2 separate regions of the Gossypium hirsutum genome follow, and region 1 is linked to region 2. A link is a contact called in public Hi-C data. All regions are on one chromosome and are shown on one strand. The core of a region is the stretch at or near the end of the contact, and the rest is flanking DNA. Distances in the headings are between cores, read along the strand shown. Region 1 holds the start of LOC121204489. Region 2 holds the start of LOC107935862 (GATA transcription factor 4).

Region 1 (4,135 bases), core at 1,466-3,965, 310 kb before region 2:
GATTTCCTTTTTTTTTTGTCAGCAAATCTAAAAGCATTATTAAAATCCAAAGAGTTAAAAAATTAACCACAAAGTTAATAGAACACACTTGAAACACATACCAAAAAGAGATAACTTAAGCTCCTATAAACCCCAAAAATGTTAAAAAAAAAACCACCAAAATCAATTGCAGTGAACTTACTTTAATGAACTGGATGACACATCATTAAAAATGAAGACAGTGTGAAAAACTTTTGCTGATACAATATAAATTTAAGAAAATATAAATGAACTCATTAATGGTTTTGGGGACAAAGGAATATAACATATGATATCCAAGTGCAAATCAGATATGTGTGCTCACATGCAATTTGCAATCATAAGCATAACCTGGTTTTTTTAATGAATGAAAACAAATTATGAAACATCTTTAAATGTAGACATATAACCATAAATATTCGACAGTTGCATGTTAATCTTCAAAAGATTCTAGAATTCCAACTATTTGCTTGAAAGTTGGACAATGGAAGGTGGAGGAGAGAGAGCAAGTGAAAGCAGCAACCATGTGATAACTTTTTCATGATTGTTTGGAAAGAAAGGAAGTACATCCACAATTGAAAAATGGGTTAATGTTTGATATATTGAAAGATTATAAGTTTGACAGATAATTTAAAACTTTTAAAAGTAAGATGAGAGATTTGATAATGAAGAAAGCTTTGGGTAATTTATGTTACTTGGGTGCCATCAACTGGAGGTACAGGTCATGGCTTCATTTTCACTTCAATATATATATAGCCCAATAAGAAAGGTTTTTCTTGGTTTCTCATATATGGCCAAAAGCAGATACAGTGGAAGGAGATCTTATCAGCTAAATATTTTTTGTACTTGAGAGATATTTCATACAACTACGGGTCAACAATGCAGTACAATACAAACAGTAAGAAATATCAAAAATCGAATGACTTAAATGAATGGCCTAGGAGAGCCACAATCTGCTAAAAAAAACTCCGTCCTTTCCTGTCTCTGCTAGCTACTCTAGTAGATCAAGGCCAAGCTACATTTACCATGTGTTTCTCTTCTTCACGGAAGGGCATTTTGACATTTCTTTCTTTTCTTTTTTTTTTAAATGAAAAAAAAAAACTTATTTTGTAGGCAATTCTTTCCTCTCTTTTTTCCCTCAAAAATAATAATGGAGGGCCTAGCAATTAAAGCCTTTCAATGAATCTGCAGCTTTAGGTACTATGAATTCTTTGGCCAAGAGGCAACCATTGAAGTGCATTCAATTCTCCTTAAGAGACTCAACAAATTAGTGAAAGGAAATGAAGGTGCTGAAACTCATCCCATTAACCCTTATTGCGATGATGATAACAAACCCTAGCTAGATAAAACACTAGATCATATGCTTATCCAAATCATCCCGCTAGGTTACAGATGATCCAACATTTGTTAATGACTGTCAAATAGATTGGTATATTTTATTTGATGATCCAACATTTTCATGCACGAAAAACCTATATGAATATCTCATCTGTCATGCATCCATAATCTTACAAACTTTAGCCTAATTAGCAGTGGAACAAAGAGATCGAAAACAAAAGCTTAAAAACCTGTGCCAACGATCCAGTTTGAATATAATTACATTATTTTATTAACAAAACTTACCGAAAAAGTGAAAAAAAAAGCCATACTGCCAACAAATTCATCCATAACCCTGAAAAGAAACGCTGGATAACAACAACTTATGAACAAGTTTTGCTACTATCGACAACACACAAAGTTTTCTCGACACAAACTCTTTTCTTTTTCCTTTGGAAATTAAGTGTTTTTAACACATCACATCCTTGAGAAGCTTGTACCTGCGTGTCGTAGGCCTTGGAGAGGGCGTCCCACTGCTCTTTCCTTTCTGATCATCACCACTTTCGTCTCGATCCTGTAGCTTGATTTTGTCACCCGAATACTCGGATCGGTTTATAATTCCACTCTCGTTTCCAGTTGTTGGTTTCTTTGAAGACCTTCCTTGCCTCGAGTTCTTTGCTTCGCTTTGGCACCAATCACACAGTTCAATTGGTTCAGCGAACTCGCTGTAGTAATTACTGCAATACCTGCAGCCAGCATCAAGAGCTTGTTTAACTTTCGACCCATAAAATATAAATAGAATTTGAAAAAAAAAAAGTACATATGGCTATGATGAAAACATTAATATATTTTATATACGCTTTAAGAAGGAAAATATGATAACCCCTATGATTTCCATTCCGTCTAATACGAAACCATTACGTTTGGTGGTGGTTGTTGGGTGGTGCTTGGTGGAGATGGGTGTTATCTAACTGTGATGATGAACGATAAAATGAATTAAGGGTATCTAACTATCTATCAACCCATGATGATGATGATGATGGTGATGATTAGATATATGCATATATACACATGAAGATGGATGGACTATGATGATGGGGAACAGAGGAAAAAAAACAAAGAAATCCATACGAGTGTTGAAAGCGGTGGCGGCATTTGTTGCAGCGGAAGAGTTTGTCAGGAAAACCAACGTCGCCGCACATGCAGCATACAGTTTGAAGATCCACCATTGTTGATGGTGAAAAAAAAAAACTAAGAGAATATAAAGAGGAGGAAGAAGATTTGGTGAAAGAGAGTAAAAGAAAAAAAAAAAACAAAGAACAAGAGATAAATACGAGAGAACCATATGATCTATATATAAAGAAAAGAGTGATGGCCATAGAGTCGGTGTCTATCGAAAAAAAGTAATATATATTCACAGGTAGACCACAAGTTGCTTGCAGTCGTTTTCAGTTAGAGAGAGATGTTAACCTTAAAATTGATGTCTAAAAATGACTGTTATGTCCTGGGCTGGGCTTTAAACCTTTTAATCTATTTTTTTTTAAAATTTCCATCTTTTGTCCTCTTCCGGTTCTGTGCCTCCTTTTACTCCGCGCACCTCTTCTCTCCGGTCTCCCCACCATTATAACAAAATTTTGTGTTTATAGAATTTATAATTAAATTACCCTAATTTTATTTTTATTATTGTCTTTTATCTTCTGTCTTGTTCCACATAAATGAATTGGGTTTATGTTTACGGCATCCTATACAGTTAACTTATATTCTTTATAGTCTACGTATTTTATTTCGAAAATATATAGCTTGAGTTTTAAGATATATAATGTAATCGATAAAATAACCTACACAACAGGCACTATTATTAATTCACCTCTAAAATTATATTTATATAACTTGTTTTATAATAATTTATTATCATTTAACTCGTTGACTCCATATAATATCAAATATAAATAAATTTAAGATTTATACATTGTCAATGTATAATCATATGAAGTATCAATGAGTTATTAATAACAATTTTTTAAAATTAAGTTAAATGGTCGATTGAATCTTAACTTGATTGGCGTAGATTTTGTTGTCAATGTAAGAAGACGCAAGTTTGAGTGCGTTGAAACGTATTATCCTCCTATTTATGAGTTGGAGAGATTATGGATAGTTATAAGAATTGTGTTAAAAAGAACAGATACGATTTAAATCTATGATGAGGTTTATCGCTAGAGTAAGAGAATGTGAGTTTAAACATCTTAAAACGTGTTTATCCTTTTATCTAAAGATGAAAAAGAATTATAGGTAATTTTAAACAATTGTATAAAAAAACTATCCTGATAAGTTTTTCCTCAATTCTAATTTAGGTTAATACATATAAAAGATGTTAATGGCAGGGTTGTGCTAAACCTATCCCGTAAAGGCTTAAACTTTTTTGCTCAAACAAAAGGGGTTTTGAAAATTAGAAGGAAGGGAAAATCAATATGAACAGTGTTCTTGGACGGTAGATTCATTTTTTACTTAATTATTTGCATTTTTTATTAAAAAGAAAATAAAGGGTAAAAACTCCAAGTTTTGACTAAGTGGACTATGTCATGCGTGGGCACGTTAAGAGACTGGGTTGGCATTTTCGCATATGTTGGAAATAGTGAAAGGGAATGGGAAAATTGGTGATAAAGTACAAAAACTATTGAGTTTCATTTTTAGGCAGAAATTCAATGCAAACTTTCACCTCCAGAATTTGTTTGATTTTTCTGACTCCTCTTTCCGTAGCCTCCCCAAATAATAGGCTATCGTTTGTAAAAAAGAAAATATG
Region 2 (4,292 bases), core at 1,565-4,064:
TTGTAATTAAACATTTGATAGTGTTAGAAATTGGTATTGGAATTAAAAATTTCACCGCCCCAATTCTTTTATCCTGAAAGTGTTACGTATACTGACGGCATGCCATGTGCATGAGGTAAATGATGAAACAAATTCTTAAGGTTAAGGAAAAAAAATCATGTCTGAATCCCTGATCTAATGTAGGGTTATACAGAATATAAAAAGGAAATTGTAGGATTATACTTTTGTCATCGCTTCTAAGTTAATAAAGAAATTACTGACAATTATATTTCTTAATTTTGAAAACCTTTCACTTATTTAATCAATTACCACAAAATATTAGAGAGAAATAGAGTGTTACTCACAATTGAATTGAGAGAGATAAAAAGATGAATGGAGAAAATAGGAAGAAAACCCATTTCTTAGTTTAAGTGCAATGTACGGGTTTGTACTTTCCAAATGAGAAAGGAAATGGCAGTTGTGGGTAGTAGTAATTAGGTTAAAAATCTGCTCTCACTCACAGAGAATGGTGGGTATAATAAAACTAAAATCTCTCCCAACGTGAACATGAAGCAAAACTTTTTTATATTTATATAAAAAAATTATTTCTTTTGAAAAAAGTGGTCCCTTCCAGCTATCTTTGCAGTGCCTGCCGGCCGACCTCCATGCATCTGTTTGCTCGCTTCTGAAACATGAAGCAAGCTATTTAGTATTTACTAACGAACCACTCCCTTCAAATATGCATTGTTTTAATGTAAATTGGAAACTGTAAACAAGATAATTATATATCAACTTGTAACATTTCATTTTAATTAAGAGGAGTGGCAGAAGAACCACTAATGTTGAAAGGAGCATGTGTGGATGAGTAAATTATGTTTTGTATAAACCTAAATCATAATGCTGGATGATTATAACATAACTAGCTTTACCCTCTTCCCATTTCTACGTTTGTGTTAATTCACCATTGCATATACCTATATTTACTATTCAAAGTTCACAAATAATACCAATTCTTAAAAACAATAATAATATCATGATAATTTTTATAAAAAAATATATATATCTACTCTTTTAAAAATCTCCATTCACCTAAAATACTACCTACTTATAGGGGCGAAGCCAGAAAATTTTCTTAGGGGGGCCGGATGAAATTTTAATTTTTTATAGTTTATATTTTTATAATTTGTAAAGGATTAAATTAAATTTTTATAATTTTAGGGGGGCCAAAGTGCAATTTTACCTTTACTAATTTAAAATTTTTTAAAAATTTCAATGACCTAAAATGAAAATTTCTATTTTAGGGGGGGCCGAGGCCCATGCCAGCCCTCCTGGCTACGCCCCTGCCTACTTATAAATCTATATACTATTATTTAAAATCAAAATTCGGTTGGTGTCACAAGTCACCCATGCCCCAACTCGGTTAGAAAAATTATTAAAATATCACTTCGTATTTTAAATGAGTTATTAGTTTTTTTTTTAATTTTTTAAAAAATTAAAATTATTGATATGGTAGAATTTGAACCGTACATCAATTACATTAATAAAATCTTAAATTCACAACTCAACCAAATCTTTATTTCAAAACTTTTTATACATTTTAATTTTGTTATGAATACTTTATTATTATTGCATGTTGCATAGGTATGTTATTATTATTAATTTCAAGTATTACATTTCATTATTTAATATATCTTACTTTTAAAAGCATATGTATTCTAAATATGATATATTCACATGCATACGCGTATGATAAAAGTTCTAGTTTTAATTCAATTAACTTAACATTTAAAAAATACTATCCATTCTATTATTTATTTTTAAATTTTTATTTTATTTTATTTTTTCACAATAAATTTCAATTTATATATAATTGCTTTCATAAAAGAAAGTTATATAAAGACAAATACACATTTTATAATATATATACCATTAGCATTTTTATTGTTGCAAGAACCTAAAGGTTAAGAGTAGAAAATTCAGAAACCTTTACAATTTGAACTGACGAAAATTTTGGCCTATGTGATTTGCACCGACTCATTTTGCGCAACTTTCGTCGCTCTAACTAAAACATTGTGCACCCATTAGTATATGAATAATGTTAACTATATATAAAAATATTATTTTTTTAATCATATATAACAATAAATAATAAAAAGTCAGAGCTTTAACAATTAAAATTTATCAATTTCAAACTTTAAAGATTGAACTTCAACCAATGTGAAGTTATAAACTTTAAAATTTAAAGTATCACAATTAATCAATAATATCTTATATAAGAATGGAAAGAAAAAAAAAAAACAGGCGAAATCCCTAAATGCTTGTGTAAGTTTTTATGGAGCTTTCATCTAATATAGTTAGTATATAAGATGATTTTGTTGCGAATAATTTCGTTGTTTAAGGTATACGATGATTTTTGGTTTAATGAATGAGGAATTTTTATTTATGAAATATATTATTTGAATATTTTATATAATGAATAAATATTTATATTTAAAATTTATTTATTTAATATCTTTATATACATCAATTAAATATTTTAAAAAATATATTAGATAAAATTTAAAATTATATACCCATAACAATTTCAATAAAAATACATTACAACCATTGGTGCCATACTAACAATAATTACATATTTTATATGTAAATATAATGACAACCACATCCATGTTTTTGTTCCTATTTACTACCACGATTAATTTAATATTTACTATAGTATAGTATATTATAAACTATACACAAACACATGCATGCATGAGGGATTAATCCATTTACTGTATGACTCTTTTATCTATTTTATATATTAAATTATAGATCCCAATTTTTTTTAAAAAGAAAAAAAGGAAATTGTAGTCATCTTGCACGTTCCTCTGCCCCCTCTTCCCATCCATATATCACTCACCTCTGCCTCTCTCCTTTCTCTGGCTCGTTCTTTTGAGGGAAAGAGAGCTGAGAGATCAGCTTTTTGGGGGGTGTATAAAAAGATGGATATCTATGGGATTTCAACTTCGGAACAATTAGATGTTGATGATCTTTTGGATTTGTCCAACGATGAGTTTTTTCCCTCTGCTTCGGCCGCCACCAGCCATGATCAGTTCCCTCCTTCTGAGACCCCTTTCAGCGACGCTTCCGCCGCTTCCTCCTCCTCTGCCGCCCTCACTCCCTCTTTCTCCTTAGACTTTAACCACGATATTTGCCTTCCCGTAATAACGAATTCCATGTTCGTTTTCTTACTTTATATTTATTTTTACTAGCATGCACGAATACATTTATTGTTGTGGTTTTTGTTTGCAGAGTGATGACGTGGCTGAGCTGGAGTGGTTGTCGCAGTTCGTTGAAGATTCCTTCACCGACTTCCCCTCATACTCGCTCCCCGGAATCCTTAACCCTAGAAATGATAACTCGTCGTTTTCAAGCAAAGCTCGGAGCAAGCGTTCCAGAGCGGTAACAACATTGAACGGCACAAACTGGACGACGACGACTTCTGGAGCTGCAGGTACCTTAACGGGAAAAACAAAGACGAAAAGGGAAATCCAACGTCAAGCATCCCCGGCGACGGTAGAAGGGATGAGGCGATGCTCACACTGCGCGTCGGAGAAGACCCCACAGTGGCGGACGGGGCCATTAGGACCGAAGACATTGTGCAACGCGTGTGGGGTCCGGTATAAATCGGGTCGGCTAGTGCCCGAATACAGACCCGCAGCGAGTCCGACATTTGTGTTGACTCAACACTCGAACTCCCACCGGAAGGTGTTGGAGCTGCGGCGGCAGAAGGAGGAGCAGTCGACGAGACGGCAGCAAGAGCAAGTGTGTCGTCAGCCGCACCGACAACAGGTGTGCTGAGGTGTAAAAGTGAGGGTAATCACGTTGAATAGGGGTGCTGTTGTTTGGAGCCCTTTGAATCAGTGTGTTTCACTTTCACCATCAAACGTCCGTTTTTTGGCGTTTCTGTTTAGTTTAATCTTTAGGAATTTTATTTTTAATAAAACAAGAAAAAAGAAAAAGTCATTAAATATTTGGGTTTCAGTTCAGCTGCCCTACCATTCATTGCTTTTATGAGCGTGACTTTCCACGTGACGCACCGCAACGCAGTGGCAGCTGATAACGGACCGCACACAAAAATAATGGCGTTTTCCCTTTCACGTGTAACTTTTTAGATAATGAAATTAAAATGTATAACTTTTTCTTTAGGAATGAATAAAATTAAGTTTTAAAAATATGAGATTAAAAAACTAATAGTATATAAAGCATAGTTTTGGAAGACAAATACTGGGAAGCTAATGATATGCTTCACCCACTCCAATCTTACAACT

The links. Hi-C and Micro-C count contacts between places; a contact is called where the count stands out from the background.
Region 1: a contact with region 2 is called in a Hi-C map of leaf, with 1.7 times the contacts expected there. The contact joins the promoter of LOC121204489 here to the promoter of LOC107935862 in region 2. A contact is called at or near these places in 4 of 34 Hi-C or Micro-C datasets (all in leaf).

The regions. Positions count from the first base shown.
Region 1 is chrA08:106,105,387-106,109,521 of Gossypium_hirsutum_v2.1, reverse strand. LOC121204489 reads right to left here and starts at 2,715. Exons shown (of 2, transcript XM_041074339.1): 1 at 2,467-2,715; 2 at 1,563-2,081. The coding sequence starts at 2,714. The coding sequence ends at 1,805.
Region 2 is chrA08:105,797,353-105,801,644 of Gossypium_hirsutum_v2.1, reverse strand. It overlaps LOC107935862 (GATA transcription factor 4), which reads left to right and starts at 2,814. Exons shown (of 2, transcript XM_016868490.2): 1 at 2,814-3,182; 2 at 3,274-4,169. The coding sequence starts at 2,964. The coding sequence ends at 3,822.